Linked DNA regions of Anser cygnoides: region 2 is linked to region 1. The links are chromatin contacts, called in public Hi-C maps. All regions are on one chromosome and are shown on one strand. The core of a region is the stretch at or near the end of the contact, and the rest is flanking DNA. Distances in the headings are between cores, read along the strand shown. Region 1 overlaps PANX1 (pannexin 1). Region 2 holds the start of LOC106034146 (transmembrane 4 L6 family member 1-like).

Region 1 (4,387 bases), core at 1,310-3,809:
TGTATCTCAGTACTTACTGCACTTCTTAGCCACAAAATAGGCCCTTGCTGTGCCTTCAGTATGATGCTGCTTTACCTGCAGCGAAAGACAACTCAATGGGAACCACCTCAGGAAACTCAGAAGGCAGGGGTTAAATGTATTGGTACCCTTGATGTACTTCATCTCTCCCCAAATCCATATCTGCCCTGAGCCCAAGTATACTTGCCAAATGGCCAAGTATAACACAATAAAAATATGAAATGTTTTTACTATCCTGCTTTCCTAAATTAAGGTTTTGATACAAGCATTAAGTCAGCTGCTGTGTCTTGTGTCCTGGTTTTAAAGTGCCCCGTTAAAGGCATATTGGGACCCAGCTCCAGGGCAACACATCAACATTACTCTTGAATCAGATAAGTGGTGATATTTGTTATTTTAGCACAACAGATCCTTTATTTAAAAGCAGAAAACACCTCCTCCAGCACTATCCCCTTTGGAAACAAGGGAAAGAAAACATTCTCTCTAAAAACAGAGTCAAGTCAAAGCCAGGGATTATACCAGAGAACAGGAATGAGAAACTTAAGGCAAAGGCAGGCTTCTACGTGGAGCCAATTTTTCCACGAGGAGCCCTGTACGTACTTTATGAAGCCAGAGGGGAATGTTCTCCAGGTTGCTCTGGGATGGCTGCTTTTGCTGCACAGCTGCCCAGCAGTAGGAGTCCACGTAGGCAGCCTGGCGCCAGGAGAAGGAGCTGGGCGCGAAGCAGCTTATCTGGGCACCTGGAAAACAAAGCAGAAGTGATCACGCACTTGGGAGATTAAAAAAAGAAAAGTTTAGAAAGAACAGCTCACACTTGTAATTTTGCTGTATGCCAAGTTACTAAACTAAGTGATGGAAGGAAACACAGCAGCTCTGTGAATCCCTGAATTCCCACAGAACTGCTCCCACAACTCCCTCAAGGACTCTCTGATGTTTCCTAAAGGTTGAGATAGCAATTAGAAGCACCCATCTTTAGGCCTTTCATATTTTTTGGAACCTCCAAGACCTCTCTTCCCTCCACTTGCCTTAGGCTGGCCAAAGGGGAGCCAACAGATGTAAAGTGTGACCAGATAAGGCTGGTTTCCCAAGGAAATAACCACCACGATGTACCACCATGCCACTGTACTTCCCAGTAGCTCAGCCCACAGCTTACAGGTCTATTGAAACAACACCTCAAACACCATTCCCCCAGCCCTGGAGCCCTTGCCATAACACAAGAGTAGGTGCGTCCCAGGCCCCTGGTTCTGCCTCTGAGACCATGAACACGTTTTGAGGGGTTCTGGTTACCCCTATGAAAACAGGGACTCCCTGCTGTAACTCCTGGCAGGACCAAGACCATGACTAGACACACCACAGTCATCTCCGCTTACTCCCAAAACTTCTCCAGCTGCTCCAGAGCTTCAGATTGAAGATCAAGGCACTAATTGTCAGCAAGAGCAGCTGTTTAGCCAGCCTCAGCCTTAGGGTCAAATTGTGCTCTAACCAGCTACAGGCACCAGTTAAGTCTTCCTGCAACATATCTCAAGGTGCAAGAGCGGTTACTTGACGTGAAGCATCAGTGGCTCCTTAGATGAGAGCTGGTAAAACAGGCTGAGGGGGTTTGTTTTTCTTTCCGAAGCTTTGACAGCGAAAGCAAAAAGTAGTTTCCAGCCAGCATTCCTAGAAGCTGAAACAGGATAGCTGTTTCACCAACTGATTACATAAAAAGTGGAGGCAGCTCTTCCACGAGCAGCCCTCTTCCAAGAACAGCCTCCAACGCTTCCTCCAACACCATGCAAATGTCAAAAGCGCAAAACGGGGAAGTACTGCTACCTTCTTCGTTCCTTAACATATTCATCAAAGTCAGTGCTAGAGGGCAATCCTGTGTGTTTGATAGGAATAGGTTTTAGTATAAGATTATGTCATTCGTTGTGTCTTTTTGCTGCTTAGCTTTTAGAGAATAAAACTGCTTTTGTAACAGATGACTGCACTAGCCTTGTAACTTGTACAGCCTTTTTACAATGCAGCGTAGTGAACAAGCATTATAAATAAAAGCTTTGCTTTATGAATCACTGTTACAATTATTTCTGAGGCTGTAGTATCATAATGACATGGTTTGACCTGTCACAAGCCTCCCTTATGGAAAACAAGTTGCTGTTTATCAGACCAGAGCTCACATGATTTAACAAACTTGGCACGGCACAACCACTTGCACTCTCTCACAGCTTTGGGAGTTTCTGCTTTCCAGAAAATTCCTATTATCCGTGGAAGCTCAAGAAATATCCTGCATGAAAAAAAAATAAAAAATAAAAGAATGCAATTGGAGTGTCTCTGTTCTCTGCTGCATGGGGATCATTTTTGCTCTGCTCTCCTTCACAAACCTCCTCCTGCTGCTGGCTGTGCCCTGGGTGAAGCAGCAAGCAAGTGGCCCTTTCAAAGGGTGAGCAAAGGGTTCAGCAAGAAGCTCTGTCTTATCCGTGTCTGCCTATCTGCAAAAAAGAACAACAACGTGTTTGTTCTCGTGAATGGGTGGGAAACCGCTGAAAGTGATGGAGTCTTTAAATCAGTGATGAGCAAGGCAGCCAGCCTCCTTCTCCAGAGAAGCGCAAGCACAGCATCCCACCAGGACAGCTGCAGCAATCCCAGGGCTGCAGCAGAGCAGCGAGCCTGGCTCCTCAGATCCCCAGCATTTCAGCAGGGACTTTGGAAACCTTTGTAACTTTCAGTCGGGAGCCCGGCAGAGAAGAGACAAACATCAGCAGAAGCTGGGGACTCTCCGGTTATTACCCTGGTTTTTAATTAACTTACTGCAGTCCTGGCTGTAAATAATTGTTAATATAAATTACAACCTTGTGCTAACCGCAGTATGCCAAGACTTAAACAGAGAGGGAATTTTTGTGCATAATTTCCACCGAATGCAGCTGAAAATGATCACAATTTCCACCTTTTTTTTTTCCTTTCCTTCTCCCCTCCAAAGGAGTAACAGCAATGAATCTACACAATTTATGTTTGGACATTCTGGAGGAAGTGAAAATCTGTAGTTTGAACTGGAGGATAAATTGGGCAAAGGGCTAAATGCCTTTCACCAGAACCACTGTGCACACACACACGCACTTTATAGAAGGCAAACAGTCCCCGGCTATCAAAGGGACAGCCTCCTGACTTGGTCACACGAAGACACCCCTGCCCCTTTGCTCCCCCAAGTATTAGAAAAGCAGCAGCCAAGCCTGTAACACTGACAGGGAGGTGCAAGAAGGATGAGGAATTATACACGGCTGCCTTCATTAAGCAGATGCCACAACACAGTCCTTGGCCAAGTTATCATTACAGAGTTTTTTTAATCATTTCCTGGTACTGATTCAACCCCGGGGAGGGAGTTACGGGGATTTGACTTAGACTTTTGCCAAGAAAGGAGCATTAAAAACAAAAGCGGCTGCCCTAAGGAGAGACCACGCATGAGTGCTGCAGAAAATTAAGGCAGTGACAGCAGCAGATGAGCACCTGCGTGTGATAAAACGTCACTTTTGCAGCTAGAGCTGGCGCTGGCAGCAGGAATTGCAGAGGGCAGGCCTGTGTCACCGCCGCCACGGAGCAGCCAGGCGAGCTGCCACCCTGCCCGGCCTTGCCGCGGCTTCACGCCTGGTTTGGCATCAACCCCCAGGTGTCTCCTTCGTGCCTGAGGCAGGAGGAGCCCCATCTCCTGCTGCTGCTTGCTCTGCAGCTCATATCCAGTGCTGGAAAACCCAGCGTGGGATAGGCCACAGGCGGAGGCCCTGTCCTGGTGACATCTTTCCGAGCCTTGCCTACGTCCTGCAGGCTCATTTGGGACTAATTGGTCATCAGGTGGCTGAGAGAGGATGTCTCCATCCCAGCTGGGATTCCTCAGGGCTCAGCAAGCCCACGCTGGCTCCTTTGGCCCAACTGGAGTTGGAAATATTGCTACTGATGCCAAACGAGCAGGATTTAAGTCAATTCTGCTGCTCCCACCCTGCTGCCCTCGTAGGTGCTTTCCAAAACAGCAGCCTACCTACAAAAAGACACTTCCAGCCTCCCAAGGAAAATCCCAGGTCAGAAGGAGAGTCCCACTTCTGTATGTGACTGCCTCACTGGTGGGCAAAGTGACACCCGCAGAGGGCCAGCACCCCAGGCCGCGCACCCATCCCTCGCCAGGAGGGGATGCCCAGCAAGCAGGACTGGTTCCCTCCCCGGTGGCTCAGCACCTCCCTTCCTACTTTGGCATCTAATTAAGAAACTCAACTAACAGAGAGTGCTTCCAAGAATCAACGTTAATCATAGGCTGAGCCATTTTTCCTAAACCAAGATCAGGTGGTTTGTAGGTAACAGGATTAAACCTTCAGTAAACAATTACTTGCTTTCTACTACACTGCAATCA
Region 2 (4,225 bases), core at 1,496-3,995, 59 kb after region 1:
CTGGGATACACTGAGTAAAGGAAAACCTGAATAATGCCCGTCCTGCCAATTTCACCTTGCTGTTTGTACCTTTACAGGGCACCCTGACACTCCTGGATACAGGCAGGCCTGCTGACGGGGTACCTGCTGCCAGAGCAGGAGGGCCAGCTGGGGCTAGAACAGGCTATCTGCAAAACCCAGCTGATAAACCTGGCTCTGAAAAAGCCTCTTAGCAGTTTGATTCAGCGTAAACAGTGATTCTTCCTTGGGTAAATCAGCCTCCCTTTCCTTCAGTGGAAGAAAACATTACCAACAAAATGTCATAGGAAACAGCAACAAGAGATTGTTTGTGCCCTGGTGCCAAAGTGGAATAAATTGAACTGGGCAGAGCATCACTGTGCACCTATGAGATTTACACTCCAGATTTATACTCGAATAAATGACAATAGAACTGCCTGGATCCTTTTTGACGCACAGTATCAACAGCAAATAGGGCATTTTCTGTTTATTGCACTGCAAATGGGACACATCTATTAATAGACAAAGTGGGCAGTCAGATATGCCCTTCAGAAACCTGCACGGGGCTGTAATTCTTCAGCTTCTAACTCACGCAGTGCACCACCCTGGGAAATTGCAGGGCTGGAACTGTTTTCATTCCCAGCACGATGAACAGGAGGTTTTGCATATTTACGTCTCTTCTCTCAGTGTCCAGGCTACTACACATAACTGGAAAATTAATAAAGAGTTTGTGGCTAAAAAGAAATAAAAGGAGGACCAGAGCTCATGCACAGCAAGTCAATATAATCAGGAGACATTGATCAGTGGAACACAAAATGCTTTCGTTGCCTTCAAAGTCAATACTGCAGGGGGAAAAATAGATGTACACAATTGTATACACTCAGCTTAGCTGCAAAACAGTTCACAGACAAAATCCTGTTCTTCTAAGTATTTTATGGTTTCTGTCTGTTTGTTTCCATTTCTCCAGGGTGTCTATCACTTCAGAAACACAGGTAAGAGCCGAGCTCTCTGGAGATAACACAAACTTTCAGTTTGGGGATTTAAACAACTTTCCTGTGCTCTGCTTCGTTCTGTGCTGCTATTCTCATTCCAGTGGAAAGATCTTCAGCAGGCATAAAATGGGCCTTCTCCTGCGTTTTAACTCCTTTCCCTTGGAGATCACAGAGAAGGGCAGAACAAGAACTGTATTTCTGTATTTCAAGATGGACTGAGAAAGAATTTGGTTCAGTTCTCATCAAAGACTGAATACAGATCCCACTCAGTAATCTGTAAGTCTAAAAATATTCCTGAAGATAGAATTGTGTTTAATACAGCTTACCAGCATTTTTATTTTTCTTTAATGGCTAGAAGCTCTAGTCATCGGTTAAGCCCTGGAGTGAAAATTGTTGCACAAACACAGATGAAAGCACTGAACTCATCCTAAACAGTTTAAAATCTTTGTAGTAGCACAAAAGACAACAGGTTGCTGTAGATTAATTAAAAAGCACAAAACTGGCACAATATTGATTCTGTTCATTATGCACTTGCTTGAAAAAACTATTAAGTATTCAGTGGCAAAAGGCACTGAGGGGTATTTGAGACAGACACAGTTAAGTCTAGGTATTAAGTCTACACACTAAATGATCAGATGAGATAGGCTTTGGAAGGTGAAGAGAAGAAATTTAAAAATGGTCAGTAAAGAAATATACAGAGATAGGAACACAGCTTGGATGAGAAAGTGCAGACATGGACCTTGTACGCTGTCCCAGAGGTCTTTGAGCCAGGGAAAATAAAAGAAAAACTGAATCAAGGTCACGGATGCTGACCCCAAAGGAGACTTTTGGCTAGATGAAAATGGAAAACATGGCATCTTAGAGATATTATGTGCAAAACAGGAGTCTATCAAAACTCCTAGCAACCAGCATATGAGATTTACAGGGAGGTTCATCTTAAATATCATTATGAAATTTCCTTATTTGCTTCTTAACTCTTTACAAAAGCTGGCAGTCTCACTCCACATGCCCCAGCTGTCAGTGCAAGCTGATGACGGTCTTTAAATTGTTATAAATTGAAGACTTTAAATGCCATTAGGCTCTGTGCCTTTGCCCTTTCAAGGATTACCTGAGAGTTGCTTGCAAACCTCACCTTTTTGATTAATTCTTTGTTTCTTTTCCATGGAGTTGAAGCACCACCACATGAAACAGGGTGAAATGCTGTTGCCACTGACACCAGCTGAAGTTTGGGGCATGGATTCAGTAGTTCAGCTGCTTCTCTCACTTTTGCCATTTTTACTGTAATGAAGTTTATTTGCCTGAGATCACTCTATGGGCTTTTTAAAGGTTTTTCACTACCATGAGTCAGGTTGAAGACAATTTTCCCTGCATCCTCTGATTCTGGTGGTATTAAACATGCAACCTGGGGTCTGGAGTCTCAGGCTTTGCCCCTGTGCTTTTACAGCCACCCTGCCACACTTGTAAGTCCTCGTGGGTGGGATCCATCTGACCACAGATACCATCATCTATGCTTGAATATGCATTGAGATTCCTGCACCTTTGTAACACCTGCATTCGTTGTAACCCTACAGTAGCTCCTAAAATAGGTTGGGTAATTTTTCCCTTGAAAGTGCATGTTTCACCGGGAATAAAGGCATCCTGGTGTGACGTGCCTCACAGACATCTACAGTCATGTGAGATGGATTCCACCCTACGTGACCAATCTTTCACAGTGAGAATTTTTCTCCAAAGACAAGAAGAGGTTACTGAAAGAAGAAAGCCAGTGAGGTGAAGAGTGGGAATAATCCCCAAACCACACCTTACTCCCCTATGAGATTGTTATCTGCCCTTGTCTCTCACCCCTTGAGCTATCACTCCTACCCTCCCTTTTGGGCTGAAAGCAGCATGCTTTGGAGCAAAGCCAAAGCCAAACTTTAACCAACAAAAGCCTGCTGTGCGGAAGATGACTCTGCACCGACTGATGGAGTTTGCTGTACCACTGCCTTGTGCTTTGACCGCGCTTTCTGCACAGCACAGGGTGCTCCTCTTCATGTGCCTCTCCTCCCCTCTACAACTGCACATAGCCGAAATGGTTTTGGCAGTGGAGAGGGCTCCACCGATCCCAAATTCATGTCCTGGGGGGCTGAGGCATTGACCGCTGGAACGCTGCCCTCAAGTAATCGATCGGGCAGGGTGGCGCGCAAACCTCGTGCTGGCCAACCAGCAACAAGTTGGGGTATTTCCTCATTCTCTGGAGAGGAACCACTATTTGTTTAACAGAGGCCATCACCCGAAAACATCGGTGTGCCTCTCTCGGGCTGCCACGCTCCAGGAAAGGGGAGCTGGGAAGCTGGACGCAGGCCGTGGGAAGCTCTGGGGCCTGGAGGCCATCTTAGGCCCGTATAAAAGGTAAGCAGTGGTATTTCTTCTCTCAGCATTACAAAACAAAACTTTCTAAAGCCCTAGCTTGAAATTAGAAGCTCACTCTCAGCGCCTCGCCTAACGAAGCTGCAGAGAGTGCTTTTGTTTGCTGAATTAATAAAGCATTTTGAGCGCTTCTGGCAACCCAGAGTGTTTTCCTAAGCTGTAATAACACGGCCAGATCCTCTCTGTGATGTGCACAGGTCACAGAGCTGCGTTGATTTTGGTGGTGGAGGCTCTCGTTAGATCTGGCGATTGACGGTTGCCTGAATTCTCCTTGCAGTGTGAATTGGTGTTGAGATAGGTCAGGGCCGGATCCTTCCCGGCGTAAACCTGCGCTCTCCCAGCCAAAGCGGCGTCCTGCTCCCGAGCTCCAGGTGAGAATTAGGCCCTGCAGCTACGTGCGAGAGATGCGGAGGAGAGCGTGCAGCTCCCCGACAAGACCGAGCTGTACGCGAGGAGAAAAGGCTGTGCCCGTGCTTGTTCGCTCCTCTCTGCGGGGGGAGCAGGTGAAGCTGGGCAAACGAGTGGAAAAGCAAAAGTGGGAATGAAACGGGAGAGCAGGCAAAGGTCAACATAATAAAAAATACCAAATGCATTTGGCGCTTGGAGAAAGACAGTTAAAATACCTTTTTTTTTTTTTTTTTTCCTTCCATCCCCTCCCTGCTTCATCCTTCCTTTGCACATTGCCAGTCTGGTCAGATTTTTATCTTTTTAAGTCAGGGCTTTTTTCCAGATGCTTGCAAAATGCCCTGCCCAATTTTGAGCATTATATAAACAATAGGTAATGACCATAAACCAAGTTAAACGTTCCTTTCTGAAATAGTTTAATGCCA

Evidence for each region. Hi-C and Micro-C count contacts between places; a contact is called where the count stands out from the background.
Region 2: a contact with region 1 is called in a Hi-C map of liver, with 9 times the contacts expected there. The contact joins the promoter of LOC106034146 here to the enhancer-like site in region 1. A contact is called at or near these places in 2 of 7 Hi-C or Micro-C datasets (both in liver).

The regions. Positions count from the first base shown.
Region 1 is chr1:200,860,747-200,865,133 of Taihu_goose_T2T_genome, forward strand. It overlaps PANX1 (pannexin 1), which reads right to left. Exons shown (of 5, transcript XM_066989877.1): 2 at 616-755. Among named protein-coding and RNA genes, the nearest start is that of PANX1, 9.2 kb to the right of the region's middle. Within about 2 kb of position 2,560, at least 3 of the 3 cell types and tissues checked have open chromatin away from gene starts, as enhancers often do. A contact at or near this core is called in liver, where this site is marked.
Region 2 is chr1:200,919,703-200,923,927 of Taihu_goose_T2T_genome, forward strand. It overlaps LOC106034146 (transmembrane 4 L6 family member 1-like), which reads left to right and starts at 2,746. Exons shown (of 6, transcript XM_048076519.2): 1 at 2,746-3,377.